Regions from separate parts of the Mus musculus genome. Here region 1 is linked to region 2. A link is a contact called in public HiChIP or PLAC-seq data. All regions are on one chromosome and are shown on one strand. Each heading gives the region's core, a stretch centred on a gene start, on an enhancer-like site or on the middle of the called end of the contact. The rest is flanking DNA. Distances are from core to core; before and after follow the strand shown.

Evidence for each region. HiChIP or PLAC-seq counts read pairs in DNA pulled down with a chosen protein or histone mark.
Region 1: an H3K4me3 HiChIP or PLAC-seq map of bone marrow-derived macrophages shows a contact between it and region 2, with 3 times the contacts expected there. The contact joins the promoter of Trcg1 here to the promoter of Commd4 in region 2. A contact is called at or near these places in 14 of 39 promoter capture datasets (the 3T3-L1 cell line, 3T3-L1-derived adipocytes, the C10 cell line and 7 more), 1 of 15 datasets of contacts at CTCF or cohesin (embryonic stem cells), 50 of 484 Hi-C or Micro-C datasets (2-cell-like embryonic stem cells, the 4T1 cell line, the AtT-20 cell line and 31 more), 17 of 115 datasets of contacts at active chromatin or transcription factors (the SCID.adh cell line, bone marrow-derived macrophages, craniofacial prominence and 7 more) and 3 of 9 other capture datasets (adipose tissue, liver and pancreatic islet).

The regions. Positions count from the first base shown.
Region 1 is chr9:57,234,443-57,238,990 of GRCm38.p6, reverse strand. It overlaps Trcg1 (taste receptor cell gene 1), which reads right to left and starts at 2,435. Exons shown (of 13, transcript NM_001014398.2): 1 at 2,367-2,435.
Region 2 is chr9:57,156,763-57,161,146 of GRCm38.p6, reverse strand. It overlaps Commd4 (COMM domain containing 4), which reads left to right and starts at 2,848. Exons shown (of 8, transcript NM_025417.2): 1 at 2,848-2,875; 2 at 4,009-4,080; 3 at 4,307-4,372. The coding sequence starts at 2,873.

The sequences.
Region 1 (4,548 bases), core at 1,186-3,685, 78 kb before region 2:
TTGCCTGATGGAATGTAACCCTTAAGTTAAATAAGCCCTTTTCTCCCTAAATTGTTTTTGGTTATAGTCTTTACCACAGCAATAGAAATCTAAGGATTGCTCTCTCACACTGTAGGAGACCAGCAGTGTGAGAACCTCTTAGCACCCCTGGTCTCAGCCCTCTCTCTAGGTTTGCAGCCTTTTCCCCTAAGAGGTCCTGGCCTTCTCTGGACCAGCAGCCCTGTTCCCAGGGTCAACGTTAGTCTTTGTCAGCGAGGCTTGACGGGGAGAAAATAACTAGAATCCCAAAAGAGGGAATCCTCCAAAGCAACTGGGCCTGGGACATCCCAGCCGGGATCCTACCACCCCCAGCCCCTTCTACTTGGGCATACCCCTTCCCACCTGGAGGTGTTTGTCTGTCTGCTTATTTATCTGTTTAGCTCAACTGACTAAGGACTTTGGCATGTTGCCCTATGGTGCTACCTTTTATATCCCCAGCCCTTTAGCTTTTTCTTTTCTTGTTTTAAATCTTGAGACATGGTCTCACTAAGTAGCCTGGGTTGGCCTTGACTCACTCGAAGCTTAGACTGTTCTTAAATCTGCAAGCTTCCTGTTTCAGCCTCCCTCTTGGATTAGAGCCATAGATCAGTAAGCACAGCTACTAGAAATATTTCCTAAGACAAAAAAACTATCATTTATGACACAGTTCTACCCCAGGCCACAGATCCACAATCCTACAGGCCTTCCCACTCAACCCGCTCCCTTGGCTTCTTTGTTGCTTGCTATCTGTAGCCCTATACTCTGCTGGTCCCAGGAAGCCACTGCCTGTTCCTTGCCCTCCTTGGAGGTGCTATGGGACAGCTGTCTCCCAGGGAGAGAAGAGAGCTTTGGCTTCTGACAACTCCCACCCGCAATCCTGAATTCACGATCACTCCTCTCCTTGAAGCTGCTCTTCCCAGTCCTCCTCACCTGTCCCCAAGCCTGTACACACCCCTCTTCCTTAACTCTTCCCTCAGTTGTGTCCCCTGGATACCCAGGTCTGACCTGGTACCCCTGGTGCTGCCAAGAAGCCTCTGCCCTCTAGGAGGAGGATGGAGATTGGCTCTAACACTTTGTGCCACTCTTGCCAGGTGGGCGGGGCTACTGCTTTCCAGACAGCCTCAGGCTGAGGAAAATCCTGTCTGTTATGGCTCTAGTCTTCTTCTTTTTCTTCTTCTTCTTCTTTTCTTTTTTGCTTTTTCGAGACAGGGTTTCTCTGTATAGCCCTGGCTGTTCTGGAACTCACTCTGTAGACCAGGCTGGCCTCGAAATCAGAAATCCGCCTGCCTCTGCCTCCCGAGTGCTGGGATTAAAGGCATGTGCCACCACTGCCCGGCTAAATTTTTCTCTTTTTTCTTTATTTTTATTTTATTTTATTTTTGATGGCTCTATTCTAAAGAGTAAGCCTTGCTCATACTGCAAGACTCTGGGTTCCCATCTGCCCCTCTGACACCCTCCTGACCAGACTGAGCTCAAACTGTCAAACTGGAATTAGTTGAGACCACAGTGGGAAAAGCTGTAGCTGCCTAGGGAGCCAGGCATATGGTATACTTTCAACCTGGCACTTAGAAGTCAGAGGCAGGGGATCATCATGAGTTTGAGGGCAACCAGCTTGGTCTACATAGTGAGTCCCTGTCTAAAAAGAAATAAAGTAAGTAAATAAGAAAGTAAATAAATAGAGACCAAACCAGTCTGGACTTTCCTGGTTATGCAGGGTTGGAAACTTAGCTACTCAGAAGGCTAAGGCAGGAAAATGGTAAATTCAAGGCCTGCCTAGGCAACTTATCAAGATCTTGTCTCAAAAGTAAGTAAAACAGAGGCTAGTGTCACATTTCAGTGGTGGAGTACTCTCCTGGAGTTACTTTGCAAAGACTCTGGGTTCAAGTCCCAGTGGGAAGAGAATGAAATCAGGATTTGGCATGTCTGAAAACTGAGAAATAATCTCTTGTCAGAATCAGTGTTAAGGCTATGGCAAGTGTCTAGGATCACTGTGGATGAGGGCGAGGCTCTTCTAGCTCTCCCTGGCCAGATGCAATCCCACCTGCACTTGGAGTAAGTTGAATGGAATCTGGCCTCACACCAATGTCACAAAATGTCAGCAAAGTAAGGACGAGATTCCTAAGTGCTAGTCTGTCCCAAGGTCCAGCCACAGGGCTTGATAATATTTTTCATGTGGGTCAATTTCAATCCTCTAGTAAGGACTCTCTAGTAGGTTCTCTTCTTCTTAAAGCCCCATGATACGGACACCTACACCTCAGCCCTGTCACTCTCAGTCCCTAACAGCCAAGTGCTGGGGAGCCCTCTTACCCTGGTAACTAAGTCATGGATTCCCACAGGTTGTATCCTACCTTGTACTCTCTGCAGTAGATGTTGTGCACGGTCTTCTTGTGTCCTGGCTCAGAGAGAATGTGTACATGCTCCAAGGGTCTTGAGGGGTTAGTAGGTATGGTGGAACACACGGGGATGGGTTCTGAACCAGGTAGACATTTGCCTAGACACACAGGCAGCTGGGCCAGCAGATGCTCATCTTTGCTTACATATCTTCTAATAGGAACCTTCCTAGTTTCAGAGATGGGGCACCAAGGCCCCATCCTCTTCCTGGTACCCTCTTCCTGTTTGAGAAAGAGTGTCATGGAGTCTTTCACTATTCATGAGACCTTAGTCCCTGGATGTCATCTTGGTCATCAGAGAGGGCACTATGAGGCTCAGCCCAACAAGGACAAGACAAGACTGGAGATTTCTGTAAAGACTAGGTAGGAAAGAGTGGGGTGTCTAGGACTCCACCCAGTTCCTTTCCAATTTAGAATTCTTTTTTTTTTTTTTTGAGACAGGGTTTCTCTGTATAGTTCCTGGCTGTCCTGGAACTCATTTTGTAGACCAGGCTGGCCTCGAACTCAGAAATCCGCTTGCCTCTGCCTCCTGAGTGCTGGGATTAAAGGTGTGCGCCATCACGCCCAGGTCAGAATTCTTCATGTGGTACTAGAGGTCTCAGTACTGGGTCAATCCCAGGCCAAAACCAGCCTAACTTCTCTCACATGCCCTGGCTATGTTCTTGCTACAGAGAGACATATGAGAGAGACTGTCTAACCACTGTGCTTCCAGGACAAGAGTTCCAGGCAGGAAGAACAGCCAGAATGGGTCCCACAGCTAAAGGTGTGAATTGGGTCAGTGTGTGTGTGTGTGTGTGTGTGTGTGTGTGTGTGTGTGTATGTATGTATGTATGTGTGCACGCACACGAGCACACACTTGCACATGCACATACTTACTACGGAGGTATATACAAATGAGGGAAGTCACAATCCCGGGATTCCCCAATCTTTGATTCTCTGCTGATCTCAAGGTTCAAGCCGTGGATCCTTCAGGGTCTAGGAAAGGTCTTGGTTAACATTCTGCCAGCTTCTTCTCATCTAGTTCTGGTTCATCATTCCATCTTCTAAGCTGGTGGTGAGAGCTAGAAGCATTCTGTGAACCCTGCCAGAAGCTAGGTCAAGTGGCTAGTTCTACTGAACCAGGCAGTCTGATTGGCTATTATCAAGATTTCCTGGCCCATCTTTAGCCTCATAGGATACTGCTGCTCATTCTGAGGAATAACGATGCCCTGCTGGGACGCCAACCCAAGACTCAAATCTTACCTCCAAAGGGGCTTCTGCTTCCTCTTCCTGCTCTTTTCTTCCAGGCTGGCCCCTGGCCTGACAATGTCCTCTTACTGCTTATTTGTGTGATGGTAGAAGAGAATTAAACCATTGAGCTGGACAAGATGGTGCATACCCACAGTCTCAGCAGCTGGGAGGTGGAGACAGGAGAATCAGGAATTCAATGACTGCCCCAGCCACAAAGGAATTTCAATCTACCTGAGACCCTATCTCAAAATTACAGTTTGTTTTTGTTGGGTTAGTTCTCCTGTGGTCCAGACTGACCTTGAACTCAATATGTTGCTAAGGATAGCCTTGTACTCCTGATCTTCTTGACTATGTCTCTCAGGTTCCGGGATTTCAGGTATGAGATGTCACACCTAGGTTACTTTCTTATTTTTTTTTTTAAAGAGATTTATTTATTTAATGTGAGTACACTGTTGCTACCTTCAGACCCACCAGAAGAGGGCATTGCATCCCATTACAGATGGTTGTGAGCTACCATGTGGTTGCTGGGAATTGAACTCAGGACCACTGGAAGAGCAATCAGTGCTCTGAACAGCTGAGCCATCTCTCCAGCCCACTTTCTTATTTTTGAAACATGTTCTTCCTGAGTTGCCTAGGTTGGCCTTGAACTCACTCTATATCCCAGGCTGGATCTGAACTTTCAGTCTCTTCCACGTCACCTTCCTGTGTAGCGGGGATCACAGGCCGGGCTAGTTGTGCTTGAGAGGTTTTGCTTTGTTTTGAGGCAGGGTTTCACGTATCCAACATTAATCTCAGACTCGCTGTGACCGGGAATAACCTCAGTATAGAAGCCCCAACAAGCAAGTACTGGGACTATAAACTTCTACCACTCTCCCTGGCCTTGATTTTTGAGTTTTGCTAAGACTCCAAG
Region 2 (4,384 bases), core at 1,599-4,098:
AGCAGCCCTCCCATACCCAAGTAATTCCAGCCTAATGCTGAATGTGCCCCAGCATCTTAAACAAAGGCTTGGGCTGGGAGAATCTTTACCCAGACACCCAGAAAATCTATTAAAAGGCCCTGCCATCCCCAGTAGGATGTAAAGGTAAAACCCTACTGGTCAAACGATCAATTTGTAGTTCCTGAGGATGTTCCAGGGGTTCCAGGCCATGAGGACTGACTCCTTCCTTATGGGCTGGCTGTGGACCCTACCTCCTGTTTCCCTAATAACACCAGAAAGGTAAGCAGCAGCTCTGCTATTCATCGGGACTTAAATTGCTATATAGGAGTTGGAGAGATGGCTCAAGGGTTAAGGTTAAAACACCTTAGTTTTCCAGAGGATCCAAGTTCACTTCTCAGCTACCCCATCAGTTGGCTCACACACACCTCTAATTCCAGTTTGAGACTCTGAGGGCTACTGCATGCACGTGGGACACATAAGCTCACACAGGAAATGCACATATATAAATAAGAGAAATAATTATTATTTTAAGTTTAAAAATAATGTCTGGTGCTAGCAAAACTGAAAGGAATTTTTCCTGGTTACATAAAATATTATGGCCATTTGTGCTAAACACCCAAAAGTCCTATCACAAAAGTGAAGTCAAATGCACAGCCATAGCACAATAGAGCTGGCTGGCCCTGGTGGCAGGGGCATAGGAAAGTTGGCCCTGCCAATCATCTGCTGTAAAGTAGTCTGGGGTGGGGAGTTGGGGGTGGAGGACAAGGGGCCATGCTCCCTCACCCTTGCCACCTGAAGCAGTTGGGAGAGCTGACCCTGAGTTCCTAAGAGTGAGTGAGCTGGCCCTGCCCCTTACTGGCTACAGCACTCAGGGGAGCTGTCTGCACCTTACCTGGGCAGCACAGTGGAGCTGGTTGTAGAACCATGGGGTGGATGAGCTGGCCCCATGAGAGCAGGAGAGCTGACCCTGCCTCCTTCTAATGGAAGAATTGGATGTCCTATCGGGACCAGTGCTGGAGAACTTGCTTTGGTGGTGCTGATGGGGCAGATCTGGTGGGCTGACCAGCTCAGCTATCACCCAGGCCCAGATCCTGGTCTGTGAATTGACCCACCCCAAAATCTGTATCATCTGCGAAGGATTGAGATGTGTGAAGGCCAGTCCTGCTGTTGCAGGGTCTCCATAACACAAAACAACAACGGGGTAACTGGGAGGAGTTCCGATGAGAACCCAATATTGATGGTGTCGCAGAAGCCAGAGATCTTGAACCAGACCAATGACTCATTGCAATGAACATTTGCAAGTGAAGGTGTGTGGACAGAGGGATAGACTGTGGGACACACTGTGACACACTACAGCTTCCAAGTTGAACTTTTTCTTTCTTTCTTTCTTTCTTTCTTTCTTTCTTTCTTTCTTTCTTTCTTTCTTTCTTTTTTTTTGGGGGGGGGGTGTTTGTTTGTTTTTTTTTTCAAGACAGGATTTCTCTGTGTAGCCCTGGCTGTCCTGGAACTCACTTTGTAGATCAGGCTGGCATCGAACTCAGAAATCACCCTGCCTTTGCCTCCCAAGTGCTGGGATTAAAGGTGTGTGTCACCACCGCCTGGCCAAGTTGAACTTTTTCTGTGCTTGGTTGTTGTTGTTGTTGTTGGTAGTGGTGGTGTGTGTGTGCTTGTATGTGTATGTGTGGTTGTGCTTGTGTTTTATTTGGGGAAGAAGGGTGGATATGAGGGAAGTGGAGTGCATGATGTGAAACTCCAAGAATCAATAAGGAGTTTTAAAAAACAGCCAGACTTGAAGGAGATATGAGGAGGGAGGGTACTAGTAACATTCTGGGTTTGTTTGTTTTAATCTGGTTACTGGTTATGTTTACACGGGGGTGAGGGGTACAGTTTATGAAGATTCTTTTAGCTTCACCCTTACATATAATTTCCTGCACGTGCATCATATTTTTAATAGTGTCTTATTTATGTTCATTAATATATTTTTGTTTTAGTGTATAGGTGGGTGATTTGGGGTGTGTGTGTGTGTGTGTGTGTGTGTGTGAATGCCCCTGTGTGCACATGGCAGTCAGAGGTCAACATCATTTGCTAAGTGTCTTCGAGCTCCACTCCCCCACCCCTACCTGTCCAACCCGGGCCTCTTACTGTACTAGGAGCCCACAGATTAGTTTGACTAAGAGGCTGGTGAGCTCTGGGGATCCACCTATCTCTATTTACACCCCCTAGTCCAGAGTTTTACATGGGTGCTAGGCACCTGAAAGGTTTAGTGTGTGTGTGTGTGTGTGTGTGTGTGTGTGTGTGTGTGTGTGTGTGTGCTGCAAGCGTGGCCATACTTGTGTCGAGAACGATTTTTGTGAGTTGGCGCTCTCCTTCCACCTTTATACAAGGTTCCGGGGTTCGAACTTGGGTGGTACTCTAAGCCATCTGGGCAGTTTTAGGTTTGGAGTCTCACTCTGTAGTCCAGGCTGTCTTAAACTTCTGATCCTTTTGCCTCACAGCCTCTCAAGTGTTGTTATTTCAGATGCGTGCCCTCACGCCCTAGGCAGTCAGTAAGATTTTCATTAAAAAATATTTTGTCATAGTCCATAGTTTTTTATAACGGTATTGCTTAAGAAGGAAACCGTGGAACCCACTTCAATACTCGTGGATCATGGGATCCTCCCTCCAAGTAATTAATGGAATTATTTCCACCCATCCCCTTCTGTTTAGATAATCCCGGTGAAACGCTAGAGGCTGCTTGTTCCTGGAGGAATATGCATTCTCAATTGGTTACATTAACGGTCCGCCCTCCCTGTACCAGTAGGTGTCATGTGATCACAGAGTCAGCTGACCTGAGTCAAGCCGGAAGAAGCTCTGGATTGGATCTCCTGACATCATGGTGAGGGATTGGGAAAGATGGGAAGTTGGGTATCGGGCGACAAAGGGGTTCGGTGGTTCTAGGAGCTTAAGGAGACAATCTTCACTGGCGCCTGCCTGGGCGCGGCGGAACGTCGGAGTCTGCAGGCGCAGCCGCGTTTCCTCGCGTCCATCCCTGGGCCGGAGGGTCCCACCTCCCGGATTCTCAGACTCTCCACGGCCCCCAAGGGACCTCCCTGGGTCACCCACTTCCCTGACTGTCGGGTCACAGGACGAAAACATGCTTAGGACTGGTTAGGAAGCCTCTCCTCGCTTTCCTGAGCGAAGGAGTGGTTTTGGGATTGGGTTAAGCTTTCTGATTCATAATCCATTCATTCAGGAGATGCGTGTTGAGTGTCCAGCCCATACAGGCATCGGGATTCGAGCTGCAGAAGGGGAGGGCAAGTCAGAAGCAAGAATTGGCAGCCGTAGGTCTTTCTCCAACTGCAGAGGCTTTCCTGAACCGTGAGCGCAGTGTTAGGACTCTTGAAGATGCAACTCGGTGAAGGGTAATTTGTGTTACCCGGATGAGAAGCGGAGGCAGAGAAAGAATAGCCTCAGACAAGAAACAGCCGTGCAGTCTCTGAATGAGCCAGGCTCCTTGAGAGTGCCACATCCTGTCGCGCTAGAGCTTGGTGAAGATCAAGCGAGACAAGCAAAGATTAAGTCTCACTGGGACTTGGATCACTATTATCAAAATAGCGAGCATTCCCTCTGGCTGCCCAAAGTGCTTTGTTAACTAGGAGATTATGGGAAGTGGAATCTGGTGCTGTAGCTCGGTGGTAGATGTGCCCGAGGCCCTGACTTTGAGCCCCAGCACTGCCAACAAGCCTGGAAAAACCTAGGACCAGGAAGGGCCCAGCAAAGGTGAAGGCAGAAGTGGGGCTGGGGTAACAAGGAGAATCGGGCAAGTTGTTGTGGCTGGAGCATGGTAGACACTTAAGGAAAATTGCCACGGATGCAGAGAGTAAAAGTCAGAACGAGGTCAGGTGGCAGTGTGGGCAGAGTATTCACAACAGTCTGGACATAGGGGACAACAGGTGACCAGACAGTACTCATTCCTGGCCACACCTCAGCCCAACCGCCAGCCTGCCTTCCCACGTTACTCTCTTGCAGAGGTTCCGGTTCTGTGGCGATCTGGACTGTCCCGACTGGGTCCTGGCAGAGATCAGCACACTGGCCAAAATTGTTAAGTGCACTGGTTTACTTAGGGTTGGGAGGAGAGAGGCTCAGGGTGGAAGGAGGAGATTGGGACTGGGAGCTGGAAGCGGGCTGGGGTGGTGAAGGAGTCTCCCTGAGGATGGGGCCTCATGCTCTGTTACCTTGGTCACGTGGCTGGCCCTCCTTCAGCCAGTCCCCTAGCAGTGAGGGGTAAGGTTGGTCAGTCTGGCTGAGACAGGGACATCCTTTTCAGTCCTCTGTGAAGCTGCGACTGCTGTGTAGCCAGGTGCTAAAGGAGCTTCTGGGTCAGGGGATTGATGTGAGTACTGGG